Regions from separate parts of the Oryctolagus cuniculus genome. Here region 1 is linked to region 2. Evidence: chromatin contacts called from public Micro-C data. All regions are on one chromosome and are shown on one strand. Each heading gives the region's core, a stretch centred on a gene start, on an enhancer-like site or on the middle of the called end of the contact. The rest is flanking DNA. Distances are from core to core; before and after follow the strand shown. Region 1 holds the start of UNC119B (unc-119 lipid binding chaperone B). Region 2 holds the start of COX6A1 (cytochrome c oxidase subunit 6A1).

Region 1 (4,692 bases), core at 1,103-3,602, 240 kb after region 2:
ACACTCAATATGGCAGTATTTAATTTTTCAAAATAGCAGAAAAGGGTGATCAAGTTTGAGGTTGATTTTACATTTGAAAATAAGGCTACTTTGGCAGTGTCTGCCTTCCAGACATAAATCCTAAGGTATTTTCTCTCTAAAAGTTCACAAGCAGCCCATGATCATATGCTTGTGATAGAACAGTATGGAAGAAACTCTGGTGTCAGCAGTGAACAAATGCCTTCCAGCTCCACCCAGTATGCTCCCGCCCAGAGGAGATGAAGTCCGGTTAACACTTCAGGGTTCACGCAGGCCTCCTTTACGGTTACAGAAACACATCCCACATTCAGAGATAGCCACGCATCACTGAAAGAACATCCTGATCACTGCGTTATTAGGTGATTTCGTCATGCAAATATAGCGTGTATTTACACAAACTAAGCTACAACATCTGTAGGCCATATATATATATATATATATTTTTTTTTTTTTTTAAGAGAGAGGGGTGGGGGGAGACAGATTGTCCAGCCACTGGTTCACTTCCCAAATGGCCACAAAGGCCTGGGCTGGTCCAGGCTGAAGCTGAGAGCCAGGAACTCCATCCGGGTCTCCCGTGTAGGTGGCAGGGGCTCAAGTACTTGGACCGTCCTCTGCTGCTTTCCCAGGTGTGTTAGCAGGGAGCTGGATGGGAAGCGGGAAAGCCTGGACTAGAACTGGCAGTCTGGTATAGGATGCTGGAGTCGCAGGCAATGGCTTAACCTGCTGCGCCCCAACACTGGCCCCAGGGCCATCTAATCCTATGGACAGCTGGTTGTTGACTGAAATGCAGTGCAGGACTATACCTTTTATTTTAAATAAAGGAGAGTCTGTGTTTGCTTCCCCCCAACCACTTAATATATTTTGGACATCTTTCCGTACTCGTGTACATGCATAGATCAATCTCATTCTTTGCAACATTAGTGGCCCCACATGTAATTTACTGTAATATGTCAGTTTCAGATGGCCCTGAAGTAATCATCGTGCATACGTGTGGACTGAATTCCTGAGTGTAAACGAGTTAGCACATTTGTCATCCTCCCTAGAAAGAAGAGAGCAGGTGGCTGTGGTCCAGGTGCTTGGAGAACAAGGTTGGAGTGAGAGTGAGTGAGACCGTGGGAGACAGCTGCGTGCTGGACCACCCTCTTGGTGGTTCACAATCCACTAGCAGATCAGCAGCCACTCAGTGCTGAGCGGTTCAAAAAGAGCTGCTTGCAAAGTCTCTGAGCACATTTACTAGAATCCCCCTGAGTGGGTCTGGTGAGTGCCACCAGAAGCTAATCTCTTAAATACAGGACAGCATTTAGATAGGAACTGGGCCACAGACTGTTCCACCCAGCTGGGCGGCAGGGGCAAGGGCACGTTTAGACTTTGTCTAGGGACCAGGCGAGGCCAGTCGGTTCCTCCTTCGCCCCTCACGTCCAGCGAGAGGGACCCACCAAGCCTGGCAGCAGTCGGGTCTGGAGGCTGCCCATCGAGGGAGGGGTAGAGTTTCACCCTGGCCATGTATGTATGGCTGAGACTAGCAGACTCAGGTCCAGGCTTTCGACAGAGAGGAGTGTAGACAGGTCCTGAGTCCCTGGGGACGCAACAACCTGGGGTCTAAGGTACACAGATCCTGATTCCCTGGGGACGCAACAACCTGGGGGCCGGCACTGTGGTGCAGCGGGCGGGGGTGCCCACCTGTGATGCCAGCATCCCATGCTTGAGCGCTGGTTCAAGTCCCAGCTGCTGCTAATGTGCCTGAGAAGATAGTGAGAAATGCTCCCGGCTTGGGCCTGGCCCAGCCACTCCTGGGCGCTCTCCTGGCACCTTTGCTGCAGTCAGCAGTCTTGTTTTCTCGTTGATTCCCACCTGGCTTGTCCAGGGAACGTGTCCCCATAATGAGTGATGTATGTCACAGAAGTATATGAAGTCCCCCCCTCTCAGGCTGGGGCCGCTCAGACTTTCACTAACAGCTCACTCTCACCTACATTATGGAGCCCCTACCAAGCTGCCCAGGATACAGTGGTGAATAAGGGAGCCTCATCCCTGTCCTCATGCCTGCGTCCTTACTGCACAAGGCCCAGCCCAAGGCACTGGAGGCAGGCCTCAGAAATGAGTCTGTTCCGGAAGCTTGCTTTCGACGGGCCTTTGCATTGCAAAGCGCGGTTTCTAATGGACATTCTCTCCTGGAGATATTAAAAAACATCTCCACGTGCCGAGTCCGCAGAAACCCCTGGGACCCCCGAGGCGCACCACCTGCCGGGCCCGCGGCCGGAGGAAGGCCGCCCATCCCAGGCCCCGCCCCGCCCAGGCCCCGCCCCGCCCAGGTGCCGCCGGCCCCGCCCCCGCTCTCCATAGTTACGGCGCTGTGGAGGCGGCGGCCATCTTGGCGGCGGAGCGATGAACGGGTCGAACCCGAAGGCTGCGGCCGCGGGGTCGGCGGCGGGGCCCGGGGGGCTGGTGGCTGGCAAGGAGGAGAAGAAGAAGGCGGGCGGCGGCGTCCTGAACAGGCTCAAGGCGCGGCGGCAGGCGCCCCACCACGCGGCCGACGACGGCATCGGGACAGCGGTCACGGAGCAGGAGCTGCTGGCGCTGGACACCATCCGGCCCGAGCACGTCCTGCGCCTCGGCCGGGTCACCGAGAGTGAGTGCCGGGCGGGCCGCGCCCTCCCCTCGCGCCGGGCCCCCGCGCCCCTTGTCTGCCACCCAGGCCCCCTCGGTCGGCCCAGGCCGCGCTCCCTACTGCCCTCGCCACCCTCGCCGAGACCCGGTGGGGAAGGGGGGACCGGGAGCGTGGCTCCGGCCAGGCCGCTCGGGCCGGGCCCATCCCCGCCCCCGCGGTACCCGATAGAGTAGGGGTCGTGGGCCGGCCGGAGCCTCGACCCCGCGGCCCCGCCCCGCCCCAGCCGTCCCTGAAGTTCCCGCCGGGCCAGGCGTCCTCGCCGGTCTCCCTCAGCTCGCGCAGCCGCTGCCAGGCCGGAGCCCCTACCTGCTTTTCGCTGCTCTTCCCTCCGCCCCGGCCCCTGACAGCCCCGCCCCCACCCCACCCCTCTTTGGGTCGCCGGCGGTGCCCCTTTGTGTGCTGGTGGCCTCTTTCTAACTCAGAACACATGGCCTTGGCATGTCGTCGTGCACACTTAGAGCTGTGCCGCCCCATCCACAGAAGTTGTTAATAAAGTTGCAGTTTAGGTACAAACTCCAACACGTGAATCCTGCGCTTGGCGTTTCTTTAGAAAATGCGCATCTGGCGGAAAAGGCAGCCCTCCTGGGAGGGAGCCCGGTGCTCACTCCCCAGCTTGTTCCCTTCAGCCAAGCCCAGGAGTTTGCAGTCACCTGCTGAGGCCCCCACCCCCACCCCTGCAGACCGCTGACCCCTGCTGTGATCAGGCCGACCTGATCCCAGGTGGCTCAGTGTTCTGGGAGTTTGAGGGAAGTAGGCCTTGGTCCAGCCTGTGCAAAAGGGAATTCCGGCTCCTAAAGTAGTTGTACTGGGAATGTTGTCATGTCACCAGTGTCCACCACTGTTTGGGGCAGAGCTGTCCTTTGTGCACAGGAGTGGATCTGCAGTCTTGCCGTTCAGCTTCCGTTCTCACCCAGTCTAATTTTCAGTCTCTTGAGAGGACAGAAATGCTCGGCCCTTGACCTATGACCTTGCGCTTTCTCCTGATACGGGTGAGCCAGGCCGTTCCAGGGCCTGGCCCTGCGCATCGCTCTTGGGGCACACTCAGGTCTCTCTGGGGGCTTGGGAGTGGTGCCATTGCTAAACCTGCTTTTGCAGCTTTTTGGAGAAAGCCACAGAGAGAACGCCGTGACCCCTGGGTTCTCTTGGTCTCGTCCACATCTTGTCTGTTCGATTAAGCAGGTTCTTCTCTAGAGGCTTGGCAGCACAGCCTTCTCTGCAGTTACCAGATACTCACTCGCGCCCAGTGTGCCTGTTTTTTTCTAAAGAGACAGCTTGTAAAACAAGAACAACTTACACATAATATAAGGTGTCAGAATGAGTTGTGGAGAAGATGCTGTTCAGGAGTTGTCATGGAAGGAAATCAGTGATTTTTTTTTTTTTTTGACAGGCAGAGTTAGAGAGAGAGACAGAGAGAAAGGTCTTCCTTTTTCTGTGGGTTCACCCCCCAAATGACTGCTACGACCGGCACTGCGCCAATCCGAAGCCAGGAGCCAGGTGCTTCCTCCTGGTCTCCCATGTAGGTGCAGGGCCCAAGCGCTTGGGCCATCCTCCACTGCACTCCCGGGCCACAGCAGAGAGCTGGCCTGGAAGAGGGGCAACTGGGACAGAATCTGGTGCCCCGACCTGGACTAGAACCTGGGGTGCTGGCGGAGGATTAGCTTAATGAGCCACGGCGCCGGCTTAGTGATTTTACTTTTTAAAGACTTATTTATTTGAGGGGACTGGCATTGTGGTGTAGCCAGTTAAGCCGCCGCCTGCAGTGCTGGCATCCCATATGGATGCCAGTTCGAGACCTACTGTTCCACTTCCTATTCAGCTCTCTGCTATGGCCTGGGAAAGCAGTAGGTGATGGCCCAAGTCCTTGGGCCCCTGCACCCACATAGGAGACCCAGAAGAAGCTCCTGGCTTTGGCTCAGCAGCTCTGGTCATTGCAGCCATTTGGGGAGTGAACCAGTGGATGGAAGGTCTCTCTCTCTCTGTAACTCTGATTTTGAAATAAATAAACAAAT
Region 2 (4,886 bases), core at 121-2,620:
AGGGATTCAAAGCTTTCATTACATTTTTCTTTTTTATACATATTAACATTACAAACAAGGAATATGCACTTCACTGTTGTAGCTTGATGACCTTCCCTCATTTATAAAATTATTTATTTATTTATTGGAAAGGCAGAGTTACAGCAAGAAGAGAAGAGACAGAGATCTTCCATCTGCTGGTTCACTCCCCAAATGGTCGCAATAGCCAGGGCTGGGCTGGGCCAAAGCCAGGAGCTTCTTCTGGATCTCCCACGTGGGTGGCAGGGACCCAAGCATATGGGCCATCTTCTGCTGCTTTCCCAGGCATATTAGCAGGGACCTGTATCAAAAGTGGAGGGCCCAGGGGGCTGGGGCTGTGGCGTAGCAGGTAAAGCCACCACCTGCAGTGCCGGCATCCCATATGGGCACTGGTTCAAGACTGGCTGCTCCACTTCTGATCCAGCTCTCTGCTTTGGCTTGGGAAAATAGTAGAAGATGGCTCAAGTGCTTGAGCCCCTGCACCTACATGGGAGACCCGGAAGAAGCTCCTGGCTCCTGGCTTTGGGTTGGCCTAGCTCAGCTGTTGCAGCCATTTGGGGAGTGAACCAGTGGATGGAAGATCTCTCTCTCTCTCTCTGCCTCTGCCTCTCTGTAACTCTGCCTTTCAGATAAATAAATAAATCTTTAAAAAGAAAAAAAAGTGGAGAGCCGGCTGAAAGAAGTAGGGGTATGAATTGTGTAGACAACACTTAACAGATACCAGAATTCCAGGGGAGAGAAATCCAGGTGACCAGAGGCCAAAAGGTGAGGCTGTTGAGCCAGGATTAGAATCCAGATCTTCTGGCACCAATTCCAGGGCTCCTACTGGCTCCAGCTGTCATTCATTCATTCATTCATTCATGCAGCACGTGGTACGGGCCAGGCATGGCTCCAGACATCGCCGTTCATAGATTATGCCGAGAATGCTGCAGTGGCAAACTCCCGGCATCACAGAATGTAAGAACAAAATGATGACGACGATGACGTCAGGTGCCACGAAAAACATAACGCAGAGGACGGTGAGGAAGGGAAGCGGCGCTTCAGACGGGGTGGTTCCTGCTGAGACCTTCCAGCGTTGTCCAGGGACTCCAAGGCAGGGAGCGGGGACCGCAGGGAGACCCGGCGCACACGCATGCGCACAAAGGGAAGGCGCGGCTCGCAGCGGGGGTGCCGGCATCACGCTCTTCCTATCTCGGTGTCCCCATTTCTCCCTCAGGATTTTGGCAAGGACTCGGTCGCTCTGGGTGACAGTGCGCAGACTCCTTGGTGCCTGTTGATGCGCGTGAGCCGTCGCCCAATAGGAACTTCTTTTTGAGGTTGTGGTCCCACCCACCCCCGAGCCCTTTTCTTACTTCCGCTTCCGGCGCTCGGGCGGTCCAGGAGGAAAATGGCGGCGGCGGCTTGGTCCAGGGTTTCTCGGCTTCTAGGTCGGTCCCGCCTCCAGGTGGGGCGGCCTATGTCGAGCGGAGCGCACGGCGAGGAGGGCTCAGGTACTGGGGCTAGCTAGGGTCGGGGCGGGTCTCGGCCTCATTCAGTCGAGGCCGGACGGGACCATGACCTTGGCTGGAGGCCTTGGGGAAGGAGCGTGCGAGGCGGCCGACCCCCGGCCCTGCCGGGGCTGAGCGGCTGTGGCCCCTCCGCAGCTCGCATGTGGAAGGCCCTCACCTACTTCGTCGCGCTCCCCGGCGTGGGCGTGAGCATGCTGAATGTCTACCTGAAGTCGCACCACGAAGAGCACGAGAGACCCGAGTTCATCGCCTACCCCCATCTCCGCATCAGGTCCAAGGTACGCCCCTGCAGCCTCTCCAGGCACCCCGCTTTCGTTCTGAAATCCAGGCCGAGTTCCCTGATAATCATTTCCAGGGGGCTTTGTGGAAGACCCCTTGTGTGTACGATTTTAAGAGCTTTTGCGACAAAGCCGTATTTGCACGAACTCTAATGCTGCGGCCTCGTACGAGCCCTCCTAGTCCAAGCTCTTCCTGTGCCGGGCGTGTGCCTCAAGGTCACGCACTGTGTCCCTTTGCCTGGGTCCTCCACCTCCTGCCTTTAGGAGCGGCGTCCCTCGTATAAAATCTGAGGTTTGGGAATCCCTTCCAGAACGGGAGAGTCGGCGGTTGAGCCGACCCGAGCAGCTGGCGGGTCCTGATGGCTTCCTCTTCTCCGCCTGTTCCTGTCTTCTCTCCCGCTTTGCCCTCCGAATGTCGGTACGGATGTTAAGGTCGTTTGTGGTTCAGCGCTTGCTGTGTTTTACACGAGGGCCTCTCTGCCTCTGTAACTGTTACATCGCTCATCGCTTCTGTAGCACTGGTCTCGTAGAACCTTAACCTGGACTCTGGGAGTTCTGAGTCTTTGAGCCCCACCTCCACCCTGGTACGGTAGAGTTAGAAGCTGCACAGCAAGGTTTTTCAACAGTATTGACGTTTTGTGCCGTTTACGAAGTTTTGCGGAGTCCCTGGCTCCTGCCCGCTAGGTGGCAGTAGTGTCTTGCCCCCAGCCCCCAGCCCCCCGCCCAATGTCTGCAAATAGGCGCAGGGGCCCCTGGGTTGGAGACCATGGTCCTAATGCTCTTCAGAGGGGATGGACAAACTACGTGGGGGTTGGATGCAGTTTCCCAGTCCGTAGATCGTTTCAGGTCTGGGATGGAGCCCGGGAATCTGCATTTAAATAAGCTTAAGCATCTCCTCCCCTGTACCCACCGCACCATTCTGATTCGGGTGGTTTGAGGATTATACTTTCATAAACAGCACTAGTTACCAGGGAGAGGCCTAAGAGTGACTAACTTGAGCTTGCTTTTCCTGCTGTCTGCGTTAAGAAGGGCCTCTTTGGTGGCTATTTAAGAGCTTCCTTAAATTGTGGGAAGGCTGTGCTGGCTCCGACAGCGCATGTGCTAAAATTGGAACAACACAGAAGGTTAGCATGGCCCCTGCGCAAGGATGACATGCAAATTCTTGAAGTGTGGCATATTTTTACTTAAACACTGACCAGTAAATAGAATTGGCAGTCGTTCGAGTTATTTACACTCGACGCACTCAGCCTCTCCGTCCCTCAAGTGTGCTGCTATGGAAAACAGCAGAATCACTTGCTGCTATGAGAAGGAGCGACCACCACTTGCACTGTGTGAAAACATAACAAGCAAATGATGGCGCGCTCTCAAGTTTACGGAGTGGAGTCCACCATTAGATGTCAAAATAAAATAGATTTTAAAAAATTATGGGAAAGCTGAAGCATGCCAGTAGCTAACAGACTAATCTACATGTTACGTTTATGTCTGATCTGTCACTGTTAAGTGTTCTTGCGAACTGTTTTCTGGAGTTAATTTGACTGACATCTTCACTCCACAGCCCTTTCCCTGGGGAGATGGGAACCATACTCTGTTCCATAACCCTCATGTGAATCCACTTCCAACTGGCTACGAAGATGAATGACGAGAACCTGGACCCTCACAGGCACCGGGGACCACCACTCTGCATGCGGACCACAGAAGTCTATGGGACCTTAAGCTCACCTTCCTTACTTGTATCAAATGATGACCATTATACTGATCTTCCATCTCTTTGCTTACGGCAGGAGATGGCTTAAATAAATAACTTAAACGTAAGATTGGCTGTGAGTTGACTTGCATTCTTCAGTATGTTTTTCTTTTCTTTTTTTAAAATTTATTTGAAAGAGTTACAGAGAGAGAAAGAATCTTCATTCTGCTGGTTCACTCCCCAAATGACTCCAGTGGCCAGAGCTGAGCTGATCTGAGCCAGGAGCTTCTTCCGGGTCTCCCACCTGGGTGCAGGAGCCCAAAGACTTGGCCATCTTCCAGTGCTTTCCCAGGCCACAGCAGAGAGCTGGATTGGAAGAGCAGCAGCCAGGACTCGAACTGACGCCCATATGGGAAGCTGGCACTGCAGGCTGGGGCCTTAACCTGCTGCACCACAGCTCTGGCCCCCAGTATGTTTTTCCTAGGCAGTCAGCATTCAGAATATTTCTGGATCTGCAGGTCAGCCCACTTATTTTTAAGATTGATTTATTTATTCGAAAGAGTTACATAGAGAGAGGGGAGGCAAAGAGAGATCCATCTGCTGGTTCACTCCCCGCCATACGCCATAGCACTGGCTCCATTTATTTTCAGTAAGCCCCTTGGTTCCTTGTGCCTGGGGTGGGTAAAGCCAGGGGACCAAGAGTACAGTGCTTGCGGGGCGGAGAAGGGCTGCAGCTTACCCCTGGGGAGTACAGTACCTGTGATCCTTAGAGGAGGTGCTGTCCCTGGGCCTCAGCTGCTGTCCCCGCCCACCAGCTGCAGAATCCTCCCTGCTGTTGGATAATTTCCTCCACAAGTGTCAAGTTCTTACTTTGGGGTAAGACTGCTCTTAGCACCCTGACAGCCGGCAAGTTCAGAGACCTCTGGAGAAATAAAAAATGTGACATAATTCTGCTTATAGCATTGGCTTTTTTCTGTGTTCAAAACTATTTTGTAGCCAAAAGCATTAGGGAGAAACAGTGGTTGGTACAAAGTCACCCTGAAAAGGCAACTAACTGAAAACTGCAGTAGCTGGGGTGGTTGGAAGCACTTTGTGGAGAATGAAGTCAAAATGGGTGAGAAGCGATCAGAAAGAATAGTTCTCCCAGTAGGAATTTTGGATGTTAATCTTGGCAAGACGTGGCCATAAAAGCAGGTTAGCTACGTAACAGAAATAAGAATAGCATTAGGTAACTGAATGTTTAATCAGTTCTGGCAATCAGTGGGTTAGAATGTGGTTGGCTTAGAGCCAGTTTACTGTCAAGGCTCAGCAAGACAGTTCTGTGGTAAGCTTCCGAGGCTACAAGGTATTCTGACTGGCAGTGCAGAGGTGAGGTATGTGGAAATGGTGTGCAAGCCA

Evidence for each region. Hi-C and Micro-C count contacts between places; a contact is called where the count stands out from the background.
Region 1: a Micro-C map of ear pinna shows a contact between it and region 2, with 3 times the contacts expected there. The contact joins the promoter of UNC119B here to the promoter of COX6A1 in region 2. A contact is called at or near these places in 4 of 6 Hi-C or Micro-C datasets (ear pinna, embryonic fibroblasts, skin fibroblasts and 1 more).

Annotation. Positions count from the first base shown.
Region 1 is chr21:16,709,348-16,714,039 of mOryCun1.1, forward strand. UNC119B (unc-119 lipid binding chaperone B) reads left to right here and starts at 2,353. Exons shown (of 5, transcript XM_051835841.2): 1 at 2,353-2,644. The coding sequence starts at 2,401.
Region 2 is chr21:16,470,169-16,475,054 of mOryCun1.1, forward strand. COX6A1 (cytochrome c oxidase subunit 6A1) reads left to right here and starts at 1,371. Exons shown (of 3, transcript NM_001170883.2): 1 at 1,371-1,508; 2 at 1,662-1,804; 3 at 3,360-3,607. The coding sequence starts at 1,406. The coding sequence ends at 3,443. It overlaps LOC127484773 (U6 spliceosomal RNA), which reads left to right and starts at 2,882; the gene lies at 2,882-2,986.